Regions from separate parts of the Sus scrofa genome. Here region 2 is linked to region 1. A link is a contact called in public Hi-C data. All regions are on one chromosome and are shown on one strand. Each heading gives the region's core, a stretch centred on a gene start, on an enhancer-like site or on the middle of the called end of the contact. The rest is flanking DNA. Distances are from core to core; before and after follow the strand shown.

Region 1 (4,148 bases), core at 1,150-3,649:
CTGATTTTATTTCCTCATCTTATTTTCCATTTTGCCTTGGGTGGAATTATAACTTCTGGGAATTTTATGTACAATTAAGTATACAACTAGGACCATTTCTGCAGCACTTTTTTGTTTTAAAAGTACTACAGGTGGCCAACCTATGCAAGCAACATGTTAATGACATTTTAAAGTCTATTTTCTTTTTGAATCTCAGGAGGTATTTTTCAAAGGTAAGATTAAAGAAAGCCATTATGTTACAAGAAATGACCAAATAAGTGATGATAACCTTTAATTCACTTTTGACTATGTATAAAATATGTGCCCTAGAGCTGTTCATTTCTTGACAAATATATTCAAGGGATTGCCTAAAGGACTCCTAAAGTCAAAAATCTTGCCCCAAAGCATATGGCACTACATTATGAAAAATAACTCAATATTCTACCATGAAAACTTTGCCTTATTTAAGGATGGCCTACAGCTCAGATATGGAGAAAAGTTATTTGCACAGCCTCCTGGAATCTGAAGAAGACTTATTTCCTCTTGAAATCTGAGGTTGTCAGTGTTGGAAGGAATCCTAGGGATGATTGCTGTATATCTGTAGAAATGCATATTCAGACAGCTGAGATGATTAGTCCATAACTCAACCCAGACCAAAGGCCAAGTCCCCCAATTCCTGACCCGGTGTCTTCTATTTTACAATCATGACAAACTAAAAACAAAAAAGTGATGATGCTCATCTGTTACTTCAACTTCACCAAATTTCAGTCTGGCCACTCATGATGTCATTTCCTTTTGAGAATGGATGTATGGGGGGGGAGCCTCTTGGTATCCTTACTTGCACATAATACAATATTTTGGAGCCATATATATATATGCCATTATTTCCCATGTCTACTTCTATTCCTCAAGGATACCAATGGCTTCAATACCATGTCTTCAAAATGCCTTGACCCTCCTTTTCACTCTATTTCTTATTTCAAACAATTCACTGCCAACTATTATGAAACTAAAAGTAAAAGGGATTTATTTTAAAACACAAAGCACATGGGCTAGCAAAGGGCCTAATAAAAAATTTTAATGTTATGTATTACACGCAGATGCTTTCTAGAGAAAGAGCCCAGCGACAACCCTGCAACATAGGAAGAGAGAGCTATTATGGGCTGTATGTGAGGCCAAGGAAAAGGTCTAGAATACGACCTAAAACAAATATGGAGGTGAAAAGGCACGAGGAGCTCACTGGACCCACCAGCCAGGGCCAGGCGGCAAGCTCCTAGCTATCTGGTGTTCGCTTAAACGAACCATGGGCACCAGGGATGTACGTACCCCAGGACAACGATAGGGCAGGCGGGGCACCAGGAATCGCGCTCAGGGAGAACTCAACAAGTCTGGATGGCGAAGGATGCACCGGGAGATGGATGAATGACGGCCAAGAAGGCTCCTGCTGGCTCTGAATGACCACTACCCCTTTCCAGGATTTACCGCCGCGGACAGCCGCCGGCTCGCGGACAGCCATTTGCACCACGCTCCGGTACGTGCCCCGACGTTCGCCGAGACCCGCGGCGGCTACCAACGACCCTGCCCCGGGCGAAGCCTCTACCCCAGGCCCGCTGCCCGGCGGCGGGGGCTCCCGGTCCCCACCCGCTTTCCGGGAGGAAGGCAGCGGCTGGCCTGCCGGGGCGGGAGCCGCCTTCGAAAGTGGGCGGAAGGATGGCCGCCCTCGCGGGGTGCGGGCGCGGCCCGCTGCTCTCTGCGCAGCGCCGCCTGCGCCCTCAGCCCCGGCCGCGGTCGGCCGCTCGCGGCGGGCTCCCGGCTGAGGCGATGGGGAAAGGGGGCGGGCGCGCCATCATGAAGGGGAAAATGGTGGGCGGGCGGGCCCGCGCGCGGCCGCGTACTCACCCGGGCCGGCCAGTGCGGGTAGCCCTTCATTTTGGCGAAGACCAGGTCGCCCGCCTTGTACTCGCGCGGCCGCGGACGCGCCATCCCGGCCGCTCCCCTTCCTGGTCGTCCTTGGGCGCAGCGAAGATGCCGGGAGGCCGCCCCCCCGCGGGCCGACGGACTGCGCCGCTCTCCCCGCGGGCCTCGAGCCGGGCGGGCGGGCGGACGAGCGGCCGCTCCGACGAGGGGAAACGGCGAGACGGCGGCTGAAGCGAGGGGTGGGCGGGGGGCGCAGCAGGCCCGGCAAATCACCGCCCGGCAGCGGGGGAGGGGAGCCCCCGGCCGCTCGGCTCCGGCCCGCGCTGAGGTCCCCGCCGCCGCCGCCGCCGCCGCCGCCGCCGCGCGCTGCTCACAGGCGCCGCGTCGCCTGCCTCATCCCGCCACCGCCGCCGGCCTGCCTCCTGGGCTCCCGGGCGCGGCGCGAGCGCCGGGCCTCGCGCTTCCTCCGAATTCCTCCTCGGGCAGCGACCGCAAACACGATCTTATTATTGTTCTCGCGCGCGCTCAGCACCCCCCCCACACACCCCGCTTCCCGCTCCCCACCCCTCCCCTCCAGCGCCGGCCGGTTAATTCCTAGGTACACGGCCAGCTTTCGCGCAGAAACCAAGCGCGCCAGCCGGGCTGCTCGGCGGGCGGGCGGGCGGTGGGTGCGTCCTCCCCCAGCACCGAAGCCCGCGCAGGGCGGGCGGGAGCCCCTACTTCGGAGGCCCCCCGCTCTCTTTTGTTCTTGGCCCGTAGCTGCCAGCCACAGCCCAGCCAATCACCACCTGGCCGGCCCCCTCCCCATCGGTCCGTGCCACACGGGGGGCGCTGCCACCGGCGCCCCCCAAGTCCCGCGGCCACCTGCCGACGACTGGGCTCCCGCCCGGTTCCCCACCGCGGGCCACTTCTGCGGGTGCTCTCGGGTGAGTGGGGCCACAAAGGCGCTCCAGGCCGGGTCTGCTCCCTCAGGGACCCTTTGCCCAAAGCATCAGGCTGCTGGAAAGAGCACAGCTCTGGAGTCAGCGATCTTGCTGGGGTCTCGCCCTAGGCCTGCCCTTGACAATGCAGTGTGGAAGCCTCCCCCCGCGCCCTCCCCCCCCGCCCCCCAGCAAGCTATTTAACGAGAGTTCCCTGAGGTTTTCTAATTTGACGAGCGGCACTGCTGGGGTTCGAACACAGATGTCCATGACTCCATAGCCCATAAGCGGTTATGCTTTAACACACGTAGGTCTTACAGGCCTGTAGTTTTGTGAAAAGGGACTTACTCTGGCAGGTCATTTGTTTCCACTCCTGGCAAGTTTGTGTGTGTTTGTGTGTGTGAATCTGCCCAATGAATGAAGGCTAGCTCTTTCATCACCCCGAAGTTCACCTTTCAGAGGTCAGCTGATGATAGCTCCTCAGAGTAAAGGACTATGTGGCCCTCACCTAGTCTCCTTGTTTGTGTATGTTCCCTCTTCTAAGCTTTCCTGTTGTCTCTCCCTTTATAGGAGCTGTGCTTTCTCCCAGCATTTGCCTCCTTCACTTGCTCTGTAGAATTGTGTGTATATTTTAACTCTTGCTCTTGTTCCTTTATGTTCGGCTTTCGATAATGGGGCTGTAAATTCTCTAGACTTCCTGTGGTCTGTTTACTTTAATAGTGCTTGACATTATCTGCTAATGCATTTCCTTACTACCTTCATCTAGTGATTTTCAGTTTTAGGTAGTTACCCTTCTTCACCAGTCCTGCAGGTTCACCTTTTCCTCTCTTCTCACTGTAGAAGACTAGTCTAGGTCCTTTTGCCTCTGTTGTAATACCCTGTGTCTTAGTCACTTCAGGCTGCTATAACAAGATACTGTAGACTGGGTGAATTAGACACAACAGAAATTTATTTCGCACAATTTTGGGAGTTCCAGAATCAAGGTGTGGGCAATTCAGTTGTCTGGTGAGGGTCTGCTGGTTCACAGAAAACAGTGTGGCTTACATGAGGTGAGGGGAAAAGAGGAGGGAGGAAGGTGAGGGAACCCTCTGTGATCTCTTTTATAAGGGCACTAATCCCATTCCTCAGGGCTCCATCCTCATGACCGAATCATCTCCTGAACCTCCAACTTCCACATACATTGGGCATCAGGGTTGAATGTGAATTTTAGGAGCACACAAATATTGGGTCTGTAGCAGCCTGCTAATGCATCTCCCACTTCTAGGACTGCTGTGTGGACCTGTTATCATGTCATCATGCCAACATAAATCTTATATCAAACCCAAATCCCTC
Region 2 (4,148 bases), core at 607-3,106, 150 kb before region 1:
CGCCTTAAATATTTTTGTGTGGAATATTTTTTCAGTTCTTGAATACTTTCTACCTGTGGGGAAGACAATCTACAGGGCCAGACTGTTTTACCACCATCTTGGTCAGCGCTCTTCAGATGTTATCTTATTGGAGGGCTTCATAGAAAAGTACTTCCCTTTTAATTTGCGCTCCTTTAATTACTAATGAGGTTAAATGTTGGTTAATTATATTTTTTTCTTTCCCTAAGTTATCTATCCTGTTCTTCATCCATTTATTAAATGCATCTAAGTCTTTTTTTTCTACTTGTGCTAATTTTGTACTCAATCTCACTGATCTTCCTGATTGAGCTGTGAACCCTGGAGAATTTATCTGTTCCACTGACCTACCTGATTTTTCTCTCAGTACCACCCAAGACTGCTATTTTATTCTATTTTACTTGGCCATGGCTCACAGCATGAAGAAGTTCCCCGGCCAGGGATGGAACCCAAGCTACAACAGTGACAACCCGGGACCTTTAACCCACTGAGCCCCAAGGGAACTCCAAGGCTGCTATTTTAATAACACATTCTGCTCAGGCTGCTAAAACCACCCTGATAGAATGAAACACACCTGGTCTCCGGTATAAGTTGGCTCTGTTACCTTGTCAAGTTAGCTGACTTCTCTGGGCCTCAGTTCCATTTGTGAAATTGTAGAAAACAATACCTATACCTTCCTAAATGGACGTTTATGAATAAAAGCTAATAATGCCAAACTATTAGTTCTCCTCCATTAAATAAAATCAATCAGAGGTCAAACTTCTATCCTCAAATAATCAAAAAGGAAACTTCTAACACCGATGGGGAGATTCCTTTTTAAGCAAATGTGACCTTGCCTGCGAAACGCAATGTAGGTAAAGCCAAAGTCACTTGTTTTGATATTCGCTGTCCCGGATCTTGACAACTAACACTAATGAAAAAGGCGTCAGAGGTGGGTTTTTTGTTTTGTTTTGTTTTGTTTTTCCCTTCAAGACTTTCCAACTATCCCTCTCCCCCAGCAAAACCCTAAAACGCTGCCAATGAGCAATCAGGAAAACCTGACCCATCCTCTATCTTTACAACTTCTCTAATTCCCAAGCCTGGGCGACAATCCACTACCGCTACCGGAACGTGAAAGCGCCTTCCCACCGCAAAACGCACGCTAATTGCCCGCAGACACTGTCATTTACTCTAACAAGCCCGCAGCTGTCCCAGATGACAGATTTCAATCTTGACCTTCCCTAGCATCACCTGCTCGGGAGGAAACTGAGGCCCTGTGGCGGGGGTTGGGGGGAGCCCTGCCCAAGGTCACCGCGGAGCCCAGCAGGAGGCCAGCCCGTCGCCCAGTGCTCACCTCAGCAGCGCCAGGAAGGCGGCGGGCTCCACGTCGGGCAACTCGATCTCGGCCGAAGTGGTGGCCATGCCGCCGTTGAACATGGCGTCGAACACAGCGCTGCCGGCGGCCAGTACGAAGCGGTGGGCGGGGATGCGCTGCGGACCCCCGGCTGCGGCGGCGGCACCGCCGCGGCCCTTGCCCAGCACGAAGCGCACATCGCTCAGCAACTCCGAGTTGAAGAGGAAGGCGAAGCGCTCCTTCAGCGACGCCTTGGTCGCCTGCCAGTTGTACAGCGGCTCCCGCTGCAAGGGTAGCAGGGGCCCCAGAGAGGATGGCGGCGGCGGCGGCGGCGGCCCCAAGCCGCCCGGCTCCGCCTCAGCCCCAGGGACCTGCTCGCCCGTAGCGGGCAGCCCAAGCGAGGCCATCCTCCAGCGGCGCGGCTCCACGGGCTACGGAGAGCGCTGCCGCCGCCCAGCCGCCATCGCCGAGGCCGCCCCCGCGAGGCCGGCGCCGCCTGGCCACCTTCCGGGAAAGGCGCTTCCGGAGGCCGCGCGCCTCCGCCGACCCCGCCCGAGCTGCTCAGCGCGCGTCCCCGCTCGGCCGGGAGGCGGAGGCGCGCGCGACCGCCCCCGCTGGGCCTGGAGGGGACGGTTCTCTAGGCGGCGTCCGCGCAGCCCTGGGCGTCCTAAGCGCGGCTGAACCTCGCACGCCTGGACGTGGGACTTCTGCGGGCTGCAATGAGGAAGTCTGTGCAGGCGCCTCCTCGAACCTGCAGGCCTTCTGCCTTTCCTCAGGCCCCTCTTCACCAGCTTCAGCGCCTCTTCAAGGCTCTCCTTCAAGGTTTTCTGCCTGGAAGTGGAGGGGCCGGAGGACAAGGAAGCATGTGGGAGGGGACGACGTGATTCTACCTGCGCCCACCCCACCCCGCCCCAGTAATGTCCAGGTCACCACTCCAGAGGGCCGTTGCTCCCGGGAGCGATACAGGAGCACAGCTCGCACAGCTCGAAACCCCTCTACATCTAACAGATAGTGTTATGTAAGGAAGAGCCTTCCCTTTTCCTCCTTCTTCCTCTTCTGGCTCAGTTTTTAGTATCGCTGTGAACTCATGGATTTTTTTTTTTTTTTTTTTTTTGGGTTTTAACCCATTACCAAAAACTGACCTTATTTTGAATCTTAAAAATAACTAGTTCCCGTCGTGGCTCAGTGGTTAACGAATCCAACTAGGAACCATGAGGTTGTGGGTTTGATCCCTGGCCTCGCTAAGTGGGTTCAGGATCTGACCTTGCTATGAGCCGTGGTGTAGGTCGCAGACGCGGCTCGGATCCCCTGTTGCTGTGGCTCTGGCATAGGCCTGCTGCAGCTCCAATTGGACCCCTAGCTGGGAACCTCCATGAACTGTGGGAGCTGCCCTAGAAAAGGCAAAAAGACAAAAATAAAAATAAAATAAAAAATAAATCTTAAAAAAACCCACCACCACCAACAAAAACCCTCAAATGCACCAAAGCAAAAATAGTACATGTCATATAGGCTGCGTTACCTGATATGGGGCAATAAAAATCGTAATTTGATAGCCAAAAAATATGAAGACATTGCATTATCAAAACCTGTAGAGGAGTTCCCGCTGTGGTACAATGGGATTGGTGCCGGTGGTGTCTTGGGAGCGCTGGGATGAAAATTCTATCCCAGGAGTTGGATCCAGCGCTGCCACAGCTGTGGCTTAGGCAGCAACTGTGGCTCAGATCTGATCCTTGGCCAGGAAAACCCATATGCCCTGGGTGGCCATAAAATAAAAAACAAAAAAATTGAATGCAGTCAACATTGAGCTCAAGGGTAAAGCATAGCCAAAAAACACTACTTTATCTAAACTGAAGACAATAAAAATAAGTGAAGAGGATTCTGGGAAAATGGCAGAGTAGGATGCACCCGGAATCTGTCTCCCCACCTAGACAACAATCCCACTAGCAGAATCTGCTAGATGTACAAATTTTGGGACTCTGGAATCTGTTGAAGACTTGGACAGTAAATTGCTGTTGATTTTGGTCAATTTCAGCTCTTTGCATAGTACCAGCTACCCATTCTCCACAAGCTACATGGCAGTACACATGTTCCTAGAGCAGTTTGCACACACCCTGTAGGAGCCGAAAGCTTGCACACACCGTATACAGTCCACAAAAAGACACTATCCTCCAATTACTGGAGATCTAAGCTCTGATTTCTTCTTCTGAACACAAAGGTGCAGACAAAGAGAGGGCGGCTATTGTTGTACTTCTCTCAGTTGCAAGACGTTTTAGCTGAAGTGACTTGCAGGGGATTTTAAAGAACCCCCTCTTCATGTTTCACTTTTTCACTTTGAGGACCTAGCTATTAAAGGCCACTACATTTAAAAGCAAACACATACAGGGGGAAAATTAGAAAGTGACTATCCATGCTCAGGGAAATGCTGAGAAAAGGTCTGAGGAGATCTTAAGTTGACACCTTAGGCTGATGCTTGGCGAAGAGACAGCTTACAACAATCAGAAAAACAAAAGTAACAAAAAACAGCAAGCCCTGGGAGAGAAGAAGAATCTGATTTTCACAGTTGCCACATTACTAGATTTGAATGTCTAGTGTTCAACAACAACCAAAAAATTGCAAGGCATACAAAGAAATAAGAAAGTTTGACCCATTCAAAGGAAAAAAAATAAAATCAGCAGAAACTGTTTCTAAAAAAGACCTAATGACAGATATACTAGAGAGACTTTAAAACTACTATCTTAAAGATACTCAAAGAACTTAAGAAAGATGTGGAGGATAATGTGAGAAAAAGAATGTGTATATA

The links. Hi-C and Micro-C count contacts between places; a contact is called where the count stands out from the background.
Region 2: a contact with region 1 is called in a Hi-C map of embryonic fibroblasts, with 2.3 times the contacts expected there. The contact joins the promoter of BTBD1 here to the promoter of HDGFL3 in region 1. A contact is called at or near these places in 1 of 5 promoter capture datasets (liver), 7 of 47 Hi-C or Micro-C datasets (alveolar macrophages, embryonic fibroblasts, heart right ventricle and 3 more) and 2 of 2 datasets of contacts at active chromatin or transcription factors (alveolar macrophages and skeletal muscle).

What each region holds. Positions count from the first base shown.
Region 1 is chr7:51,729,149-51,733,296 of Sscrofa11.1, reverse strand. HDGFL3 (hepatoma-derived growth factor-related protein 3) reads right to left here and starts at 2,399. Exons shown (of 6, transcript XM_021098881.1): 1 at 1,879-2,399. The coding sequence starts at 1,962. It overlaps LOC106504434 (a long non-coding RNA gene), which reads left to right and starts at 1,396. Exons shown (of 4, transcript XR_002345777.1): 1 at 1,396-1,510.
Region 2 is chr7:51,875,154-51,879,301 of Sscrofa11.1, reverse strand. BTBD1 (BTB/POZ domain-containing protein 1) reads right to left here and starts at 1,856. Exons shown (of 8, transcript XM_001929165.5): 1 at 1,349-1,856. The coding sequence starts at 1,755.